Linked DNA regions of Danio rerio: region 1 is linked to region 2. A link is a contact called in public Micro-C data. All regions are on one chromosome and are shown on one strand. Each heading gives the region's core, a stretch centred on a gene start, on an enhancer-like site or on the middle of the called end of the contact. The rest is flanking DNA. Distances are from core to core; before and after follow the strand shown. Region 1 holds the start of noc4l (nucleolar complex associated 4 homolog). Region 2 holds the start of ehmt1b (euchromatic histone-lysine N-methyltransferase 1b).

Region 1 (7,056 bases), core at 4,059-6,558, 140 kb before region 2:
TTTCATAAACACAGCAAATAAGTACAGCGTGGAAGCTTTAAAAGTGTCCAAGAAGACACACAATTATTGCACACAATCACTGAGAGACTGTTTAGATCAGGGGTGGCCAACCCTGTTCCTGGAGAGCCACCTTCCTGCAGAATTCAGTTCCAACCCATATCAAACACCTGAACCAATTAATTAGGACCTGAACACCACGTGATAATTACAGGCAGGTGTGTTTGATATGGGTTGCAACTGAAATCTGCAGGAAGGTGGCTCTCCAGGAACAGGGTTGGCCACCCCTGGTTTAGATGAGGATGAAGTAGTCTACTGTGTGAGGACTAAAATGACCTTAAACAATAACTAAAATCACTACAGATTGTATTATGTTTTTACACAAACGCACAAATTGCATGTAAAAGCATTAAGCTTTCACAGTGTAATACTCACTATTCTTGAGTACTTTTAAAAGGGCTGTTTTTACTAATACTTTGGTTAATGTTCACAGCAGATACTTTTACTCTACTTGCACTACATTTTGGGGCAAGTAATGGTATTTTTTATTGAGTATGATTTTTCAGTACTCCTTCCACCACTGCATAGTATGAAGAAGATAAATAAAGGTAAAATTGGTTAGTCTTTAATTAGATATTTATATAGAGCTTTTTTATATTCAATAAATGAATCTTGTTCTAAATTCAGGTTTATGAACTGCTGTTACACTGAATGTCTTTGAAGTGGTTTGTCTTGTCGTTAAAATGTTGGTTATATGATATTGTTTTTTGCTCAGATTTTTTTAAAAAGGGACATATGCTGTTGTATATCAAATGAACACATTTTTTATTGTTAATCTCGATTCTCTTTTTATATTTCACCCTTTTAATAATAGCAATCCTTTTCGTTTAGAGAAATGCAAGAAACTCACAGTTCAAAACGATTGAGGATGAACTGGTTACAGCTCTTGTTGGAGCCAGATGTATCCCTGAAGGCCATGCAGAAGAGATGAAGAAGATGTCTTTCCAGAGGAGTGCACGAACTGATAAGGTGAAGACTTTAATTTTTTAAAGAATATATTAAATCCATTTATTTTAGTGAACGTTATCGTACAGTTGTTTTACTTGAAATAAGCTATATGTTAAAATAGTTGCATTATCATTTACTTTACTGTAATTATGTAATTTATATAACAAAAATAAAAATTGGTTGAAAAAAAATATGAAAAAAATAATAGTATCCCAATGTTACTAAAATGATGCTGATTATATATATTTTATTTTATATATATATATATTTTTTATACTTTCAGAAATGTTTTGAAAATTGGACATTTTAAAATAATAAAATTAAAAATATAAGAATTGTATTTAAAAAAAATAAAATAAAAGCAATTAGCAAATAAATACTAACATTTTATCAATTTTAAAATATTAACCGAAACGATATACCACAATAACTCATGTCCTCTCGTTGCATTGACAGGGTGTTTCTGCTGTTGGTCAAGTTGTTTCCCTGAAGGTGTGGATGATTGAGAACATCCTGGAGAAAATCAATGCTCATCTGCCACCGCAAATCAGAGTTTTAGGTTGAGATTCTTTTTGCATATTTACTGTAAAATGCCATTTCTTTATTGTTATTCTATTACTCCGTGAATATTTGTAGTTTTTATTTGATAATTTTCAGTTTAATTTGTACTTTTTAGTTATTTGTAGTAGAGCTGGGCCGATTAACAATATTTTATCAAATCAAGATAAAATTTATGTCAATAACAATGATAAGCTCTGCACTTTTTACTCTACGGTGATCTAAAAGCCAATCACACAGCAGAAATGCGCAACAATGGGAATCTAAAAGTGTGTTAATATTAGAAATGCATCAAATTTTCTTCCTCCTGTGAGGCGACATTACTAACCACTGAGTCACCATGTCACCCTTTGTTTTATGTTCAGTTCAATTAAATTTGTCAACCAATTATCTTAACTAAATTGATTTGGGTTGGGACAACAGGAATTAATTATGTGGAACCCTGCATTTTTTACAGCGATCATTCTTTTTAACTGTTTTAGCTAGCAAAAACAAAAGCTGACCAACATCTCCATGTCATATTTTTAACTCTTCTCAAACTTCCAGGTTGCAAAAGAGTCACCGGTGGCTTCAATTCCAAAAACAACTGCTACGCCCGCACCTATTCCTACATGCTGCCCACTGTGGCCTTCTCCCCGAAAGACTATAACCAGGAGGACACGTCTTTCCGTCTGACCTCAGACACCCTTCAGACGGTCAACCGGCTATTCGGCCTGTACAAAGGCACCCACAACTTTCACAATTTCACCTCGCAGAAGGGCCACCGGGACCCCAGTGCCATGCGCTACATCACCCACATGTCCTGCGGGGAGCCATTCATCAGGAAAGACGTTGAATTTGCCGTCATCACAGTCCGAGGCCAGAGCTTTATGATGCACCAGATCCGCAAGATGATCGGCCTCGTGATCGCTGTGGTTAAAGGATACGTGGATGAAGGGGTGATAGAGAAGAGCTGGGGAGAGGAGAAAGTTGGTGTTCCCAAAGCTCCGGGGCTCGGGCTGGTGCTGGAGCGGGTGCATTTCGATGGCTACAACAAACGTTTCGGAGGAGATGGCATTCACGAGACTCTTGAATGGACCGAGCAGGAAGAAGCCATTGCGGATTTTAAGGAAAAGCACATATATCCTACTATCGTGGACACCGAGCTCAATGAGAAGTCAATGGTAAATTGGATGACGTCGCTGTGTATTCATGATTTCGAAGAGACGGCCACAGGAAATCAAGACCGCAAAGTGGGTATTTTATCACAGTTGTAGTATATATTATTATGCAGTATAAATTTTTTGACTTTTTGCCTTGCAGTTTTGACTATTTTTAAGACAAATTCAAGTTTTTAAATCTGACAACTTTGACTTTTTTTGCTGGCAGTTGTAAGTTATGGGCTCTTTTTTAACGATCTAGGCACAAAGTCTAAAGCGCATGGTGCAAAAGCATTATAGCTGTGTCAGAATCCCCTTTTGCTATTTTAAGGGTGGAAAAATATGCTTGCATCAGTAGCGTCACGCTATGGCACAATTGCTGTTTACATGGCGGACTTTGTAAGTGAAACAACCGAATGCTTCACTAGCGAGAAAACAGTTAGGCAGACCATCTGTGTGAGGATAAAGAATGAGCCTCCTCCATTGAGCCTCTTAACTTTCTCTTTACTTTTACTCTTTATTTTACTCATTGACTTTCGTGGATTAAGGAAACGGTGTTGTATGCACTTAACTGAAGACATCCATTAGCCTACATATTTAATATCGTTGTTTAAGTGCATTTTGTTTCAAAACGATTTCTAAATTCAGTTCTATTTTCCAGCAAACGAATAAATTAACAATAATAATGAAGTGTGGTCAAGTTATATCCAACCACACGTCTTATTCATATCCTCCATATACGCATACATCTTCAAAACCTGACAAGTGGACAAATAAAAACTTGTTTTTATCAAAACGAATATAAATATGCATAAAATAAATAATACTGCTAATAATGATAACATTATTATAACAGAGTGGCACAAATTGATTTGCTATTTAAACCAGGGGTGACCAACCCTGTTCCTGGAGATCGACCTTCCTGCAGATTTCCGTTGCAACCCATATTAAACACACCTGCCTGTAATTATCAAGTGCTGTACAGGTCCTAATTAATTGATTCAGGTGTGTTTGATCAGGGTTTGAGCTGAACTCTTTAGGAAGGTCGATCTCCAGGAACAGGGTTGAACACCCCTGATTTAAACAGTGTGGTGCAAAACGTGAAAATTACAGTTGCACTGATCTGAAAATAGCAACAAATCACGCAAAACACGTCTTGCGCCTTATTGCGTCGGGTGTATGATAGGGCCCCATATCTTGCACATCTGCAATAACTTTTTTTTTTTTTTTTCAGATTTTGAGTTTATATTTTTGAAATTTTTTAGAATTGTCATTTGCATTTCTCTATTCTGATTTAGTTTTAATTCTAAGTTTTTATCTTGCGTAAACTTGCAAATTCTTAAACTTGCAATTTCTTTATACTTCTAAAATTCTTATACTTGCACTATTTTTCTTAGAATTGCGACTCTATTTCTTGCATTTTGACTTCATGAAAATAAGATTGGTGATCTATTTACTTGTAATTGTGTGATAACGTTACAGCACAAAGAAAAATATTCTAAATTGTGAGCTATTAACTTGAAATTTTGAGATTAAAAACATGCTAAGAAATAACTTTTTGAAAGGATGTAGAAACGTCAAATGAAAATGGTACATTAAATCTGTATGCCATTAGGTGATGGTAAGTAACTGTTAAAATTACTTTTGGATTATTTGTTTTAGAATCTAGATATCTGGTCAAAATCATTCATCCAGAAATGAAACAAGTCTTCATTTAACCAAACTTAAGTTTTAGAATGCAGTCACGTTTGGTCAATGTTTTTGAATAGACTTCTTTTTGATTAATGTCTTGTGGAATAATCTTGATCTCATCATTTTAAACAAAAGAGAAGTATTCTTAATTGATCCAGAGTATATTTTGTCCTAATGTGTACAATATATCATGAATTATTCACTATTTATAAGTTGCTTTTTTTTGTCCTCAGGATGATGACGAAGATGGAAATGCATCTGACTAAACCAAAGGAAACGGTTCTCCTTTTTTTGTTTTACTTTTGTGAGAATTCAATTCCTAAGTTTGCATTATTATAATTCTGAAATAAAAAAAGCTTTTATTAAGACTCCTTTGTTTAATTTTGTGTTCAACGATAACAGTTTGGTAATGTTAAGAGGTTTTGTTCTTTTTGATGACAACGAAGCCAAATCAATTACTGTAGTCACCTTTAAGTATTTATCTATTTATTTTATTATATATGCATGTATGTATGTTGTTGTTGTTGTTGTTGTTTTTACAATATACAAATGGAAATTAGACCCTAAATTTGTACTAAATAAAAAAATGCATTGCTATGTAACCACAAACAATTCTGATTGGTCCAACGTCATGGGCGCTGTAAAAAGGAACAGGTGTCACACGAAAACAGAAGAGGAGTCTGCTCAATAATCATTTACACTGAAGAAAAACATTTTATGGGCTTAGTTTATTCTTAAAAAAATACCCCGTTAGAATTTCAAACGTATTCGTTTAAATTAAAATGAGGCGTTCTAAAAAAATTCTTCTCACGTTCTAACCACAGTCTATGGTTCTAGCAGCTTAATTCATTTCAATGGCAAAACAGCAGCTGACCACTAGAGGCGACATAACCTTTTGACATGAACGCACACCAGAAACACGTGAAACCATCATGGCGCCGTCCGGGGACAGCAACGTGAAAGAACATAACAACCAGGTTTCATATAAGAAAGCTATAAATACTAAAACAGATCTTATACTTCAAAACAAAAAACATGCCAACGATATATTCGACGTTATTGAATATTTGCAGGTCTGTGCTTTTTTTAATCTCAGAGGAATTCAACACATTTTGTAAAGTTCTTTGAATTAACTCTAACGTTACTTTCTATATAAACATGCGTTTCTTATTGCAGTCCGAAAAGGAAAAAGAAATCATTTTTGCCACTAACGCGTGCAGTAAGATCTTCTGTGAGCTGATAGAGAGAGGAGATCTGTTTGTTGGTGAACTGCCCAAAGAAGAAGATCTCGCGCAAGGTAAATAAATACCCGTTTTAGTTTTACCTCAGATGATGTATACTGAGTTAATTTGACTGTCCAGTGAACCGATTACCAGTTTACCAAGGGCAAAGATTACATATAGCTCACTGCATTAGATGTACGATTTTGGTCCTTCATCAAATGAATGTTGCAAATGACATAATGTAGACAAAACATTAAAAACAAAGTTCATTAATTGTTTCACATGAATATAAATATAATACATTATTATATCATGACACAGTTGTTTTGGTATTTCTGTAATCAACAGCGTTTTGATATTACTGTCGCCCTGAATGTCACTTTGGGTGGTCTCCTCCGTAAACCATGATTCATGTGTACCTAATTTACTCTTACAAAACAATAACAACTATATATTATAGTAGGCGCATATTATTGGTATTAATATTAATATTGATTGATTTTAATTTCAGGTGATCGCAGTGCTGAAGAGAAATATCATATATTTATGAGACACCGTTACAACAGCTGCGTGGAACTAATGCTGGAAAATGTGAGCCATGAATCTTTCCAAGTCAAGGTGACTAAATTGTGTGTATTCTTTATATTCATGATGACAATTGTTCTTGTTATCAGTATTTATATGTAGATCTAATTCCAGGATGTCTTTGCGGGGTCTTAAAATGTCTTAAATATCAAAAACTAAAATTTAGGCCTTAAAAAGTTAAAAATTTGCAGAAATATTAACTTGTAGGTCTTAAATCATTTTAAACGGGTCTCAATTTTCCAATGCTCCTGTAAAGCTGCCCAATCTTTAGGTCTAACCAGTAGTGCAATAGCAGCAATGCATGATATAGGTATAAGTTATAAAGTGCAGTTATAGAAAAACGGTGGGTAATATTTACAGATGAATGTACTATATATTGTATTAGCTATGAACAGAGATGAACAATGATAAATATATGTACAGGTTGCTGTTAATAATCAGAAGTGTGCAGATAGATATAAACATAATTACAAATGTATATGTACAATGGGTATATACAATTCAAAATGAATTGAATGAATCAGTGCAATGTAGTGTGATGAATGTGCAATTTTTAAATGTGCAAATATTAAATAGTGCAGTGATTATGGAGAGTATATGTTATGAGGGGGCAAAAGAGTCTGTGGGGGGACACAGTTCAAAAGGGAGACAGTTCTGGGGAAAGGGAGACAGTCTGCTGGTTTTGACTGGCGGAGCCTGAAGCGCATGCCAGAAGGCACAATTCTATTGAACAATATGGTTCCTGACATTAACAATTTTAAGTTCTCCATGTATGTACAGACCATATCTGGTGAGAACACTGACCTGGAAATACTTGCACATTTTGTTCATTGTAGTTTTTAAAGCTTGTTAAA
Region 2 (6,899 bases), core at 352-2,851:
TAATTTACTGAACTTCTGAATCAATATTGTGTGTAGTGGGTTGTGTTCATGTACAGTACATGTTAATTCTTATCAAATGAAATATGTCACGTGCAGATGACCATGTGTTTAAAGCAGATCTGCTTATTTTAACCAAATTTGTCAAGCGTCAACACACCCTGAATGAGTCTGAACAGTGGAGTCAACACATCTTTAAAATTTGACACAAAACTGAATCAATGAATCAATGAACCACTGAGGGCCAGATATAATCTCTTTTCCTATTTCTGCACAGAGTTTTGTAAAAAAAATAAAATAAAATCTGTGGATTCATGCTGAATGATTTTTAAATTGGAAGACCTGAAAACACATAAAAATATAATAACTTTTATGTAAAGTTCACAATTAAAATCTAATTAGAAACACTTATTTGGTTGACAAAGCTAGAGGTCTCTTTTATACGTCTAATACATCCACTGAAAGACAGAAAATATTAATTTACTAAAAAGTATTATACAAAAGTTTTCTTAATATTTGAATATTATTCATAATACTAATCTTATTATGAAAAGTGGAAACATATATATTTACAGTAGCCCAAATAAATAGATTGAATGATGGGCTGGAATTTCTGCGTAATAGTATGTGGATGCAGTCTTTATATTGCAAGCTGAGATTGCATCTCTCATCGATGCATTGTCAGACACAATGCACTCAATAGAGCTAGTGACGCCACTGTGACGGGTAGGGTTAGGGGTGGGGTTAGGTGAGCCCATTAAAAAGCATTGCATGCAGCTCAGATTGCATCTGCACCATGGCCGGAATCTGCGAATTTTTGCAAGTGCAGATTTTATATGGGCTTAAAAACATATTTTCAGACATGTCTGATTCCAAATCAAGAACAGATGATTGAGTTTGTAATTTAATATAGGATATTATTTATTTTAATTAACATCATGTATTTTAGTTTGTATTAACACTTCAAAATTGCTACACTGTAAAAAAATATATGAGCAATTAGTCCTGACAGCATGTGTTTTAGTTCATTTTACTTATTTAAGTTGATCATGTTTTAACTTAATTTTAATTTTAAGTTATGCAAGCTGTTTTAAGACAGTTTAACATAAGTTCAATGAACTCATAATGTTGTTTTGATTCAGCTTAAAAATGTAAGGCAACCAGGATTTTTTACAGTGTAATAATACAATTAGAGACGTCTGTACTACACGTTATTTGTAAATCTCGGAGTCTCATAACAAGAAAGCAATTAAAACTTATAAAGCATGTGCTTTATTTAATATTCTGCATTAATTTGTATTATTTTTTCATGTGCCCCCTTTCTTTCTCATTGTCTTTCCTTTATAAAATTGTGACATTTCACTTGTTGCAAAAAAAGTAACATTTGCTTTGCATGTACCGTACTTCAATCTGTTTGCATTTCTATCTGCCTATTTTTGCAATAAAAAAAACATTGATGGTAAGCAATTGTCTGCATGTAGATGGCGTCAAAGCGTAACACACGAATCGCTGTTAATTCTTTGAAGCAGTTCAAAAGAACCGATTCTTGGAAATGAGCTGGGAATTCACTACTCCACATAGCTCGGAACAAAAATGAATCAGTGACGTGTGCGTGAGTGGGCGGGGTCTCAGGCTGAGGAGCCATGGCTTCAATGAAAACTGAGGTAAGAGCAGAGCAGCGATTCCACATTTTAACTTTGCTCATCTGTGTTATCGTTATGCTTTACTCAATTTGACACAGTTACTGATTGATAGACCTTTTGAGGCACCTATAGCAGCCGGGTGATCTTCCAGCGGCTCTCCCGGGCAGGTTTCCGTAACGAGTCTTTCAAAGAGCCCGCCTGTCGGTCTGTTTCGATGCGAAAGCTCGGTGCTTTTGTGCGAGCAAGTGCGAGTGAAGCTTTGTGAAGGCAAATAATGGGGCGGCCTCTTCATTTTTTGCAGTGCGGCTGCTGTTGCCTGGAAACCTGAATACATCCGTACTGTGCTGCTAGTTTACGGCAAGGTGATTGTTATGCTGGTTCCGGGGCTCTATCCGGCTTCAGATGCTGCTGTGGTGTTATCGTAAATACAACACTAGTGCACATTATATTATTGTACATCAGCCACAAATGATTCCCTTCGCTGCTCGGACAAACACCGAGCCCGCTGTACTCTTGTGTTTGGGAATATTTAAGAGATACCTGTAGTTTGCAGCGTGGCTCGTGCAGGAAGCTGTGGCTAAGGCTACTTGGTGCTAAAGCAGTTGTCAACATCAGTGATATTGGGTTAAAATGAAGTTATATGATGCATATATATGTAAACGTATGTAAAATTATTTTTATTGACGTGTGCTTTCCTGGAAAGGTGTAGTGTGATATCCTTGGATAAAAAGAGACCCTTTTATGTAGTAATTTTGAAATCTGAAAAGTTCTTAATGTAAATTTGCTTTATAAATAGTGCATATATATATATATATATATATATATATATATATATATATATATATATATATATATATATATATATAGTAAGCAAATAAAGCATCTGATTTAATCGTGTATGATATTTCACAAGTTCTGTAGTTGTGATTTATTTATTTTTGTCCAGAGGCACGTTAGCGGATCTAATTCTTAGTTGATTTACATTTGATCTAATGAATAATTTCATATTATTATATAAACTATTAATTAAGTATTGTACATATTTAAATAGGGTGTCATTTTGACAGGAGTAGCCACTTTAGGAAGTCTCATAGGAATAGGCATTCAGAAATGTTGTGACTGTATATTAGATTATTAGATTATTTTAAAAGCCTTGCAGTTTTATTTATGACATAAATGTTTGTTTTGCATTTTAACTAATTCTTAATAGACGGAAAACTTTAAGGTAATCAAACACACAACCATGCTTATTTGTTGGAGTGAATCTGCAAATGTTAACCGACAGGGGGAGCCTTGTGATTGAGTCTACAAGTATTTTTGTTGGATGGTATGAGGAAAAGTATGGTGTGGTGGAAGACTGTATGTCACTCAATGTTGGGGGTAATGCATTACAAGTAACGCGAGTTACTTAGCAATTAGTTTTTTAAGTAACGAGTAAAGTAACTTATTACTTAAATTAAAATGAGTGTAATCACATCTAAGTACACTCAATGAGAAAATGAGACAGAAACCAATATGACACAGCCTTACATTTCTGTCCTCATAGTTTTGAACACATGGAAGAAAAGGAGATGGTCTCAATGGACAGTGATTTTACGGAACAAGATGCACATTGCTTTCAACTTTATTTAATTTGCATATATGGCATGTATAGTGTCATGAAGTTCTCAGAAGGTACCATTATTCTAATTTTTTTATTAGAGTTTTTAAGTGATAAAGGTGTAGGTTATACAGTGTTTATTAAATGCAGCGCTCCTCTATTAAAAAAAAAAACCCTGCAAGCTCTGAAAGAGATCAAACCTCAGGTAGGTATGAAAGTAACTCAAAAGTACAGTAATGCATTACTTACTATACAAAGTAACGCAACTAGTTACTTTTTGGGGAGTAACTCAGTATTGTAATGCATTACTTTCAAATGTAACTTTCTCCAACACTGATGTCACTGTTTTTGTAAAGTATTTTTTCCCAAGAGTTTAAAAAACCAAGCTTTTGTAATGAAGTTATTGACGAATGTTGCTATATTGCTTTTAATCCATCATAATTCCATTTTTATTGACTTGAGCATTGAGACTCCATGAATTTGCGCTTACATTAATGACTGGATCCATTGATTGACTCAAGCTGACCTTTGTTTTAAAATGTTTTTGTGTCTCGTATAAGTATTCTGTGTAGGCAGACTTTGGCCAAATGCCTGTCTATGCCCTAAGTGGGTGAAAAACATTCATTGTGAAACAAAAACTTGAAAACGTCTTTGGTTAAACCTTATGAAACTCAAATCATCCAAGAGAAAATGGTAATCTTTAGTCCTTTAGCAATTAGATTTTCAATGAAAGGCGTTGTTAACAAAAGTGAGCATTTTAAGACCCACACTCACCAAAACTGACTTTAAAAAAATCACTGTAATGATAAACATTAGCATCCACAACATTAATTATTAGACATTTTCTCCACAGTTTTTGGTGTCTGTCAATTTAAAGTCTAAATGTAATAAAAATGAACAATAATTATTTTACTAGTGCTTTAAGCACAAATTGTTAGTCGTAAATCATATTCTTAACTATGTGCTTTGCGGGACTGCTACACATTTTTTCCCATGATAAATGTTTTGTCCAACCATGCATGATGGCAATGCTTAATTTTAGAAACCGTTTCTATTTTTGTGATGTCCCGGCTGAACAACAGCATAAACTAGTGGGACAGTAATAACCTCAGGTGCTTTTTATTTGCTTAATTCAGTGTTAAATGTTACCAATGTAAGTTAAAATTCCAATTTATGTGACATTTTTTGGCATACTGTTAGCGCCAACAGGTAGTTTACCTCAGATCTATGAAAAAACAAACAAACAAACAAACAAACTAGGGAACATACAGTTTAAACATGATACTTAGAAATGTGACTTGCGCAAAAACAAATTCCCACTTCCTTCTCAATATTTAATTTCATTCAGAAATACATCATCATACTGTAATAAAAGTGTGGTGCAACTTCCATTTTACACGCACTTTAAATGATCAAGATAGTGTTTTTCTGTGCCATTAACATCCAATTAACTTACATTTAACAAACTAACAGGATTGGCAAGAGATTGGTAAAGATTGGCTTTGTGCTTTTTTACTTCACACCAAACTTACTATTTCATGTGGTAAATGTAAATACTTTCTCTTTGTGCATTTAAACAGTGTCCTCTAATGTTTGAGATTTGGGTCATTTGGCAGAGAGGAGATGGCTTGAGTATCTACTCTGCAAAAGCAGTCCAGATAGATGTTTTATTTTCGACTGCTTCTCAAGGTGGACACGCTTAAAATTGTATTTAGCATTGATCAGATAAAAAAAAGCATCTTTTTTAATACCAGGATTAAATAGGGCAATTGCTGTATATAACCTCTTTTATAGCCATTGTTTTGTTTAAGCGGTCTTTCATTGTAGTCTAGCACACGTGAATCATGCTTTGATTAATATATTGAAATGAAACCAGTGACTGAAAACACATTGCAATATTGTCAAGTGGGACATTTAACAGAAAGTTGTAAAGAAACCGAAAGCTTAAAGTCTTGTTGCTTTAAATGTGACTGTTTGTCCATTCTTCAGATTTTTCTTCGGCCCCTTCTTAAAGATGTTTAGTCCTTTCTGGATGATTAAGACTTTGTTGCATTGTTGGTGGTTTATTGAAACTGAAATGGAAGATTTGGGTTGAAATGAGTGTGCTAGGTTTGTTGGGAACTAGTTCTGCATGCCGTAAGTTTGACTCACGTCTGTGGTACCATATCATGGCATAGATCAGTTAAATGGCAGGCAGCCATATGCATATTTGCATTTGAGATTCAGCACTGACTACATTTGAAATGGATGCTACAACTACAGCAACAGTAAGAGTAGCTCATTTACAAGATTCCACCCAACTAACTGCCAATCCTGTAGAGAAAAAAATATCATCTGAGAATCAGTGGGCCATTAAGTAAGTAGCTGGGAATCGGTGTACTATAGTTTGAAGAATTTAAAATCATGTACAAAAACCCCAAAAAGTAGAGTGCTCCATTGGGATTGCTAATCCCATTGAAACTTAACAAAAATGGTAGAGTTACAAGGCTTGCTGCAATTATTGGTATGTTGCTTGACCATACTTGTATTACATGTTCACTACTTACTGCCCCCACTCTCATTACCCTCACAAATATCTTGTATATGAATGTGAAAGCAGAGTGACAGGGTGGCCAAGTGGTTGACACTGTCGCCTCACAGCAAGATGGTCGCTGGTTCTAGTCCCAGCTGGGCCAGTTGACAGTTCTGTGTAGAGTTTGCATGTTCTCCCTGTGTTGGTGTTGGTTTCCTCCACAGTTCAAAGACACACGCTGTAGGTGAATTGAATAAACTACAAATTGGCCGTAGTGTATAGGTGTGTATGGATGTTTTCCAGTACCAGGTTGCAGCTGGAAGGGCGTCCGCTGTGTGAAACATTTGCTGGATAAGTTGGCGGTTCATGTCGGCGCATTTGCCTTGTAGTGAGTGCGCTGACATTTGGTGCAGTAGCACTTGAGGGCGTCCCGAGTTCGAATCCCAGCTTGAGGCCATTTCCCAACACTACCCCGCCTCTCTCTCCCACTTCGCTTCCTGTCTCATTACTGTCCAATCTAATAAAGGCCAAAAATTAATCATTAAAAAACAAGTTGGTGGTTTATTTCGCTGTGGCGCTGTGACCCCTGATGAATAAAGAGACTAAGCCGAAGAAGAATGAATGTGAAAGTGAACAGTGAGTGCACAATCAAAAACAATTTCAACACAGCATAAAATTATCGCAGCTTCCTGATAAAAGCAATTTATATACGATGTTACAGTGTTTGTGTAAGACAGGGGTCACCAATCTCGGTCCTGGAGGGCCGGTGTCCGTGCAGGGTTTAGCTCCAACTTGCTTCAACACACCTGCCTGGATATTTCAAGCATGCATAGTAAGACCTTAATTAGCTGTTTAGGTGTGTTTGATTAGGGTTTGAGCTAAAATCTGCAGGACACCGGCCCTCCAGGATCAAGTTTGGTGACCACTGGTGTAAGAGCTGGAGTTGAACAAAAGTATTGTGGGAGCAGGCGGTGATGGCGACCAATTAAACAGAAGCTGAATTAAGAAATAAGTTCCGCCAGAGATTGCCGCAAAGTAACTAGTTGCAGTGCAAGTATCGACAGTTCTTTTCTTTAATTGTGACATGCATCTAAGCGCAACAAATTATAGGATGTTCAACAGTTTCTTCTCCTCAGAGTTAGTGTAT

Evidence for each region. Hi-C and Micro-C count contacts between places; a contact is called where the count stands out from the background.
Region 1: a contact with region 2 is called in a Micro-C map of caudal fin, with 2.9 times the contacts expected there. The contact joins the promoter of noc4l here to the promoter of ehmt1b in region 2. A contact is called at or near these places in 2 of 18 Hi-C or Micro-C datasets (caudal fin and an unstated tissue).

What each region holds. Positions count from the first base shown.
Region 1 is chr21:16,230,214-16,237,269 of GRCz12tu, reverse strand. noc4l (nucleolar complex associated 4 homolog) reads left to right here and starts at 5,308. Exons shown (of 15, transcript NM_001024397.1): 1 at 5,308-5,467; 2 at 5,571-5,691; 3 at 6,129-6,235. The coding sequence starts at 5,327. It overlaps pus1 (pseudouridine synthase 1), which reads left to right. Exons shown (of 6, transcript NM_001008603.2): 3 at 889-1,026; 4 at 1,462-1,564; 5 at 2,110-2,795; 6 at 4,628-4,760. The coding sequence ends at 4,660.
Region 2 is chr21:16,090,686-16,097,584 of GRCz12tu, reverse strand. It overlaps ehmt1b (euchromatic histone-lysine N-methyltransferase 1b), which reads left to right and starts at 1,601. Exons shown (of 27, transcript NM_001172564.1): 1 at 1,601-1,661. The coding sequence starts at 1,641.